2 separate regions of the Mus musculus genome follow, and region 2 is linked to region 1. A link is a contact called in public promoter capture Hi-C data. All regions are on one chromosome and are shown on one strand. The core of a region is the stretch at or near the end of the contact, and the rest is flanking DNA. Distances in the headings are between cores, read along the strand shown.

Region 1 (3,795 bases), core at 604-3,103:
TGGCCACCTCGTGCCACATACCTAGCCAGCACAGGGCTCTTGCGCTGGTAGTCAAAAAGGCCAAAGCCATGACTGGTACCAAAGGCCACGAGGCTCCACTCAGCATGGAGTGTGACAGCAGTGACAGCGGCGGGTGGGAGGCACTGTATCAGCATGCGGGGCTGGAATCCGGCAGGCCACGGCAGCAGCCCCGTGTGTGGGTTCAGCCGCTCGTGACCCTTCCACGTGAAGCCCTCGCGATCCTGAAGAAGATCCACGTTGGCCACACTGACGGCATGCTCTGCTGGGACCTCACTGAGCTCCAGCACCAGCACCTGGACACACAGCAGGAGAGAGGCTGAGTGGCCCCAGAACTCACCTACCCAGCAAATGGCCCCTGAATACCTACAATGTACCAAAGCCTTCACTGAGCTGTGGTGACCTCCTAACATGCTGGCCTCTGCCCTCCTGGAGTCTGTAACTCCTTCCTGAGTCTGCCTTCTACTGAGCAATGACTAGACACTAGGCCCCGAGTGCAGTCAGTGCACAGGTACTCTGTTACAGACCCGCTAGGCCCTGCAGTTGCAGAACACATCTGCACAGCTATATTTCTGCTCCCAGCCTCAAGCCTCTGTGCTTCCCCTACCCTTACTCAAGTCATGGCACCCCACACTGTGATGGCACCCCACACTTTGCATCTGTCCTCACCCCTGCCAACCTTCCCTGGTGTTCCGTTCCCACTCTGACCTACCGCCCACATTGGTTGCCCTCTACTTCACCACACCCTACAGGGCCACCTCCTGCAGAAAGCCTCCCCAATAGCCACATCTGGAGACCGCAGGCCAACCACATCTGGAGACTGCAGGCCAACCGCACCTGGCCTGCAGTGCCAGCTACCACCATCTGGGCTGTGTACTTGCAAAGCGCAACCTTCTGGATTCCTAGCCGGGGGTCATCACTGTAGGGATCAAAGCAGCCCACCTGAAGGGATAAGACGGGATGGTGATGCAGTGCAGAGCTATGACCAGCTCAAAGGCCGGCCCTGAGGGGCAGGGGGAGGGAGGAGAGGCACCTTGCGGAAGGGCGGCCAGTCATCCTCCACAGCCTGGGCCAGGCTGTCAGCATGTTCACAGTCCGTCTGGAAGAGGCCAGCTGTGCTCAGTTTGTAGAGTGGCCTTAGCGCCACACCAGAGGCGTCCCAGAACCGCACAGTGCCATCCTCATGGCTGTAGAGAAGGTGAGTGTCAGAGCCTGCCCCGGGAGATCCACGCCCTCTCAATTATTCTTCCAGTGGCCACTACAGGTACCTACTGCACACAGCAGTAAGCACCCACAATGCAGGAAGAATAGGTACTCAGGCTACACACAATCTCATGCCCCGAGAGCCTTCTGAACAGGTTGGAAGGTAAAGGAATGACCACTTTGACAACCAGGAATTGGCAGAGAGGAGCAATGGGTACCCAGAAATCATAGCACATGCCACAAACCCCAGGTCAGGCAAGAAGCCTAAGGGTGCCTTGCAGGTAAGCAATGGAAAGGCTGGGTGTCAAACGAGGAGAAAGTAGGGAGAGGAAGAGGAGGAGACAAAAGTAAGGTGAAGCACTGGGACAAGCTGCAGAGCCCCACTGGGCTCCCAAGTCAGTCAGAAAGGAACTAGAGAACGAGGTGGTTCAGGCTCCCCAGCATCCCTGAGGCTAGAGCCAGCTCCCAACAGGAAAGGGCGAGCTGCCTTGAGAGGCCTGAGGGTCCCAGACAGGCAGGAGGGAGGGCAGGGCAGTTAGTGAGGCCTGAGTCACCAGTGCCCTGACCTAGCCTGGCGTTTCCAGCACCTGACTGGTAGAGTCAGCAGAGGCCAACCCAGATTTTCCAGTCCATGGCAGGCAAGCCAGGTGGGTGGAGCCTGGGCTGGGCTGGGCTGGAACTCAGTCCCAGGCCAAGAGGAAGTGGAGAGGAGGGCTTTGAGCCAGAATCAAGGGAGGCTTCCTAACAGGAACAACTCAGATCGGATTCACTAGGACTGAGACTGAGTCACTGAGCACTTCAGCACCCAAAGAATCTGGGATGCTCAGAAAACAAATAAGGCCTCCTAGGTGCTGGGCCCTGTCTGCCACCCATACCTACCCAGTGAGCAGCAGCCCACGCTGCGAGGGTTCCTGGGCCAAGTTCCGGCCCCCGGTAATGGGCCAACTCTAAGAAAGACAACAAAGACAGGAGCTTAAAGTTAGGCTGAAGGTCTCTCTCTCATCCTGGCCACATGCCTCCCGCATACCCATCTCCCGTCTGGGCTAGACTACACCCTCCACCAGAACAGCTCCCACCTCACCACCCCTCCCGGGACACAAGACACCCACACTCACCAAGGCACTGGAGGCAGGCTGTGGGCTCTGCTGCTCACCAGCACTTACAATGCGGGCCCACAGCTTGCTGGGGACATTGGCAACATGGGCAGAGCAGGTGATAGCTGACGAATGCAGTGGGGCCAGGTAAGGGGCGGGCACAGCTGGCCAGCCTGGTGTCTGCAGGTCCAGCACCACCAGCTCCTCCTCCAGAAGCACGGCTAAGGCCTGGGGGTTGTCACACTCTGTGGAGTTGGGCGAGTGAGCTCAGCTTACAGCCACACTGGGCTAGCTGGGGGTGAGAGAGGTGGGATACTCACCATCCTCTGGCTGTGTGCTGTGCACCGTGAAGAAGTCAATGACACGAGAGGTGAAGTCCAGGGTCACCAGTGTCTCTGCTCGCAGTACACTCACACAGTGGCGGTCACCATAGCTGGCTCGAGGCATGCCACCACTGAAGATGATAAAGTGGTCTCTGCAAGGGGAGGGAGGCTGTGTGAACCAGGAGCTCCGGGAGTGCAGGGCACATGCTGGATAACCCAGTAAGGGCTGCACCCCTATATACCCGGAGCCTAATCCTCTAGTCCCCAGCCAGACAAGCCCCTCCCACACTGCCCCTCTACCTACCCTGACTCACAGCTCCGCCACAGAATCTTGTTGATGGCCTTGCAGGGGAAGGGGCCTGGGGGTGGGGAGAGTGTCAGACCTCCCATTCCTCACCCTTGTGCCTCTCCCCAAGGTACGGCCCATACCCAGCGATGCCCCCCGGAGGCTCCTTCTGTAGATTTGGCTATGTAGTACCCTCAAGGCCAGCTGGCCCCCTAGTCCCCACCCTCAGCTCAAGCCTCCCCAGTGCTCACCGTAGGGTGTGGTCACTACAGTGGGCTGCAGCGTTGGGGGGCTGCCAGTGTCTGTGGACCAGATGGCATAGCTGCCATCACTGTGTGAGCTGATAATGCTGCTGCCATCACGGCCCCAACACAGGCTCTCCAGCTGCTATGGATGAGGATAGGATGGCATGAGCCAGCAGGTGTGGACAAGGGCCTGGAAGAGGAGCATTCGGGCCTCGTTTGCTTACCTGGTTACCTAGGAAAACGTTGTCCACAGACTGTGTGGCCTGGCTCCAGATGACCAGTAAACCCCGACTGTAGCCTATGAGGATCTTGCTGGGGTCTTGCAGATGTCCCTGGAGTGACTCCACAGGGCCCAAGGCCTTTCCACACCGGTAATCATCTGGCACACTGCAGAGAGTGCCCCAGAGAGTCAGGAGAACTTCCCAGAAATGGGAGGGTCCTCCTGCCTGCTGCTCACCTGCGCAGAACCACATCTGGGCTGAGAGTCTGCCCCTCCAGCAGTGCCAGGGTGGCTACATCCAGGAAGAATATGCTACCACTCTCAGTTCCCAGGGCTGCTGTATTGCCAGCTACGAGCAGGACCACAGTGACACGTGTTAGACTGGCAGGGAAACTGCAGGAAAGAG
Region 2 (3,795 bases), core at 567-3,066, 180 kb before region 1:
TTTAGATTTTAAGCTAGTGTCTTACATATGAGCTTTGTAATAGGTGTGGATCTGGGTTCCGAGAGCACCCAGTTCCAGATTCTTGTGTCTTAGAGCATTGCACCAGCACATGGTTGCACAGGCCCTTGAGGTCAGTACCCTTTATGGGTTATTTATATAGTATCTGTCTCTCCTGTGACTAGGTAGCACCAGCTCTCCTCGAGTTGGCTCTGTTACATGAAGTGCAGAGAGGAGGGCCATGTTTTCTTTCTCAGACTTTCAGTACTCCCTGGTAGAGCCCCTCCATCTTGGTCATTGGCTAAAGCTCTACACCTTGTGGCAAATGAAGAGCTTAGTCATTGTCTTGTTCCTTTTTGTTTTGTTTTTTGTTTGTTTGGTTTTTGGTTTTTCGAGACAGGGTTTCTCTGTGTAGTCCTGGCTGTCCTGGAACTCACTCTGTAGACCAGGCTGGCCTCAAACTCAGAAATTCACCTGCCTCTGCCTCCCAAGTGCTGGGATTAAAGGCGTGCGCCACCATGCCTGGCTTGTTTGTTTGTTTTCGAGACCGAATCTTAGCCCAGGCTGGCCTGGGACTCACAATGTAGTTGAGGATGGTCTTGACTCCTCATCCTTCTGACTCTACCTCCCAAATTTGGCGGTTACAGATGTGCACCATTCACACCTAGCTGTAAGGGGTGTGTGTGTGTGTGTGTCTTAGCAGGGATGAACTCAGGGCCTTGCACATGCTAGGCAAATATTCTCATACTGACCTAAGGCCTAGCCTCAGTAAGATTTTTTTTTCAAGTTTCATTTATTTATTATATGTAAGTACAATGTAGCTGTCTTCAGAAATACCAGAAGAGGGCATCAGATCTCATTACAGATGGTTGTGAGCCACCATATTGTTGCTGGGATTTGAACTCAGGACCTCCGGAAGAGCAGTCGGCGCTCTTAACCACTGAGCCCTCTCTCCAGCCCCCCTAGTATGTTTTCCCTTTTTAATGTATAAGTAGCATTACCTAGATGGTGCTCAACCCAATGTTCAAGACCAAGCCCCCTTTGCTTACTCCTAGGCTGGACCTTTCCACAGGATTCTAGGAAGTTATGAGCAACCCCCACATTCCCTGAACGTTCCAGGTATTCAAACGAGAAGACATATTTGGCTCCCATTATTATAACAGGAGGTCTGGGTCTTCGAGACTGGGCTTAAAGATAAAAGTGCTTATCTAGCTTATGTGAGACCCCCAATTCCATCCCAACCAACACCTACCCCAGCACTCTGATGAGAGGACGAAGGGAAGTTTTTCAAAAGTGCTGGTGCATGAGTCTTCCAGCCATGCAAGTTCACGATGTATCTGAGGCTAAAGCACACAGCATGCTTTCCTCTTGCCTTAGGGTTTCTATTGCTGTGGTTGAGCACCAAAGCCAGAAAGAATGCAATGAAGATATGACTACTCTGAGGAGAAGAGTTGAGGAGAAGGTTTTTATTGTAGATATGAGGGAGAGCACAGCCAGGGGCATCTGGAAGAGTCCAGAGAAGGGAGAGAAAGAAGTAGACCAGACATGACCAGGAGACTGGACTGGACCATGAGAGAAGTGGAGGATGGGGGGAGGGAGGGAGGGAGGGAGGGAGGGAGAGAGAGAGAGGGAGAGAGAGGGAGAGAGAGAGAGAGAGAGAGAGAGAGAGAGAGAGAGAGAGAGAAGAGGGAACAAAGGAGAAAGGAGTAAGGGAGTGTCAAGAAGCTGAGAGGAGCCAGCTAGACTCTTAAGAGGTGCTGAGATGTGTCAGCTGCTCTTTGGTATGCTAAGAGGCACCACAGTTAGCCATTTGTGCCTCTTGGATCTGGCAAGGAGGAAAGGGTCTATTTCTGCTTATATATCCTGGGTAACAGTCCGTCACTGAGGGGAGTCAGAACTGAACAAGAAGCCGTGCTAGAACGCTGTTTATTGACTTGCTCTTCATGGTTGGTTGATCCTGCTTTTCCATACACTAGAGGACCAGTGGCCCAGGAGTGGTCCTGCTGCCCACAGTGAGCTGGGCCCTCCTACATCAACTGAGGAACCTGCCTGACTCCAGTTTGAAGGCCATTGTGCCGTAATGTTAAAAGTAAGTTTCCATTTACTGTAAAAGACAAGTTGCTGGTTTTAAGTCTGTTTCCTAGAGCCTGACCTGTCTCAACCCATGACCTTCAGTTGTTTTCTGAGTACCCTGACCCTCTCTGACCCGCCCTGACCTCCCCTGATCTCACGAATCACCCTCCTAAATCATACGGAAACCACATGGTGGGTTGTTGTTTTGTTTTTGTTTTAGATTTTTCTGTACTTTCTTATTAGTTCGTTGTCTCTCTTCTGTAAACCTGCTTTGTAACTACTTGTGATTTTACTCCTTAATTGGGACCCAAGAAGAATCATATGATGGCACACGCCTTTAATTCCAGCACTTGGGAGGAGGCAGAGCAAGCATGATCTCTGAAGCCAGACTGGTCTACAGAGCAAGTTTCAGGACAGCCAGGGCTACACAGAGAAAGTCTGCTTCAAAAAACCAAAAGACCAAATCAAAACAAACGAGGGTTGGGGTGGGGAGCTTGTGTGTGTGCAAGAAATGGACTTGAGGCTGTTCCCTTTAACCTGGAAAAAAAAGGCAGTCCCTGGTCAGCCCTTGGCTACATGCCAATAAATTCAAGCTTGCTTCAAATTTGGCTCAAAATTATGGTAGTGATCTTGCTCTTGCCCTGTGGGTTTAACACAACCATTAGAAAATAGACCACAGGCTAGTCTAGTGGAGATGTTTTTCTCAACTGAGTTCCTCTTCTCAAGTGACTCTACCTTGAGTCAAGCTGACGAAGAACTAACCAGGACACCTCCAGCGCTCATCTTAAATGCTGAAGAGACAAGTTTGCTGGACCCCAAACCCCAGGTTTAGAGTTAACTAGGCCAGCGGGTACCTGGGGGTCCCTGTGGCTGAGTATGGCCAAGCCCTTGTTTAAAATGAATCTGGGGCCAGAGAGATGGCTCATCAGATGCCCAGCCTGATGACCTGAGTTGATCCCTGGAAGCCACATGATGGAAGGAGAACTGACTCCTGCAAGTTTTCCCCTGTGTGCACCCATGCACAAAATAATGAATGAACGTAAAAACCAAATTTTTTTTTGTTTTTTTGTTTGCTTGTTTGTTTGTTTTTCGAGACAGGGTTTCTCTGTATAGCCCTGGCTGTCCTGGAACTCACTCTGTAGACCAGGCTGGCCTCGAACTCAGAAATCCACCTGCACCTGCCTCTGCCTCCCAAGTGCTGGGATTAAAGGCATGCACCACTACTCCTGGCCCCTGGCACATTTTCTTATACACCTAGACCACTTGCTCAGGAGTGGCACCGTCCCCAAGGGGTCTGGACCCTCTCACATCAATCATAACTGAGAAAATGTTCTCCCAACCCACCAAGACCTGCCTACAAGCAATCTGATGGAGCATTTTTCCAGTTAAAGTTCTAGTCTAGGTGTGAGGAGGGAGGTTCAGTCATGGCTTCTCACGTTATTCCATCAGCCAGTCTGTTTCCGTGGGCTTCAGAGTGGTGTCCTCTTTGGTGCCCAGGGATTGGATAATTGCAGTTTCCTCAGGCAGTTGGAAGATTTCCAGTACCTGGGTAACTAGTTTCTTATGATTTAACTCGAAAACCTTAGGGGTTGAAGAAATGGCTCAGCGGTTAAGAGCACTGACTGCTCTTCCAGAGGTCCTGAGTTTAATTCCCAGCAACCACATGGTGGCTCACAACCATCTGTAATGGGATCCAGTGCCCTCTTCTGGTGTGTCTGAAGACAG

Evidence for each region. Capture Hi-C pulls out chosen DNA fragments and counts their contacts.
Region 2: a promoter capture Hi-C map of adipose tissue shows a contact between it and region 1. The contact joins two enhancer-like sites. A contact is called at or near these places in 1 of 39 promoter capture datasets (macrophages), 9 of 484 Hi-C or Micro-C datasets (B cells, LSK cells, the N1E-115 cell line and 6 more), 5 of 115 datasets of contacts at active chromatin or transcription factors (the HPC-7 cell line, bone marrow-derived macrophages, fibro-adipogenic progenitors and 1 more) and 4 of 9 other capture datasets (adipose tissue, liver, macrophages and 1 more).

What each region holds. Positions count from the first base shown.
Region 1 is chr11:60,705,954-60,709,748 of GRCm38.p6, reverse strand. Llgl1 (LLGL1 scribble cell polarity complex component) reads right to left here. Exons shown (of 21, transcript NM_001159404.2): 5 at 3,627-3,782; 6 at 3,394-3,556; 7 at 3,176-3,311; 8 at 2,943-2,997; 9 at 2,636-2,790; 10 at 2,337-2,560; 11 at 2,101-2,168; 12 at 1,052-1,205; 13 at 856-960; 14 at 22-314. Among named protein-coding and RNA genes, the nearest start is that of Llgl1, 8.2 kb to the right of the region's middle. Within about 2 kb of position 1,853, at least 133 of the 459 cell types and tissues checked have an H3K27ac peak or open chromatin away from gene starts, as enhancers often do. A contact at or near this core is called in adipose tissue, where this site is marked.
Region 2 is chr11:60,888,897-60,892,691 of GRCm38.p6, reverse strand. No RefSeq gene overlaps it. Among named protein-coding and RNA genes, the nearest start is that of Gm26534, 6.6 kb to the right of the region's middle. Within about 2 kb of position 1,816, at least 6 of the 459 cell types and tissues checked have an H3K27ac peak or open chromatin away from gene starts, as enhancers often do. A contact at or near this core is called in adipose tissue, where this site is marked.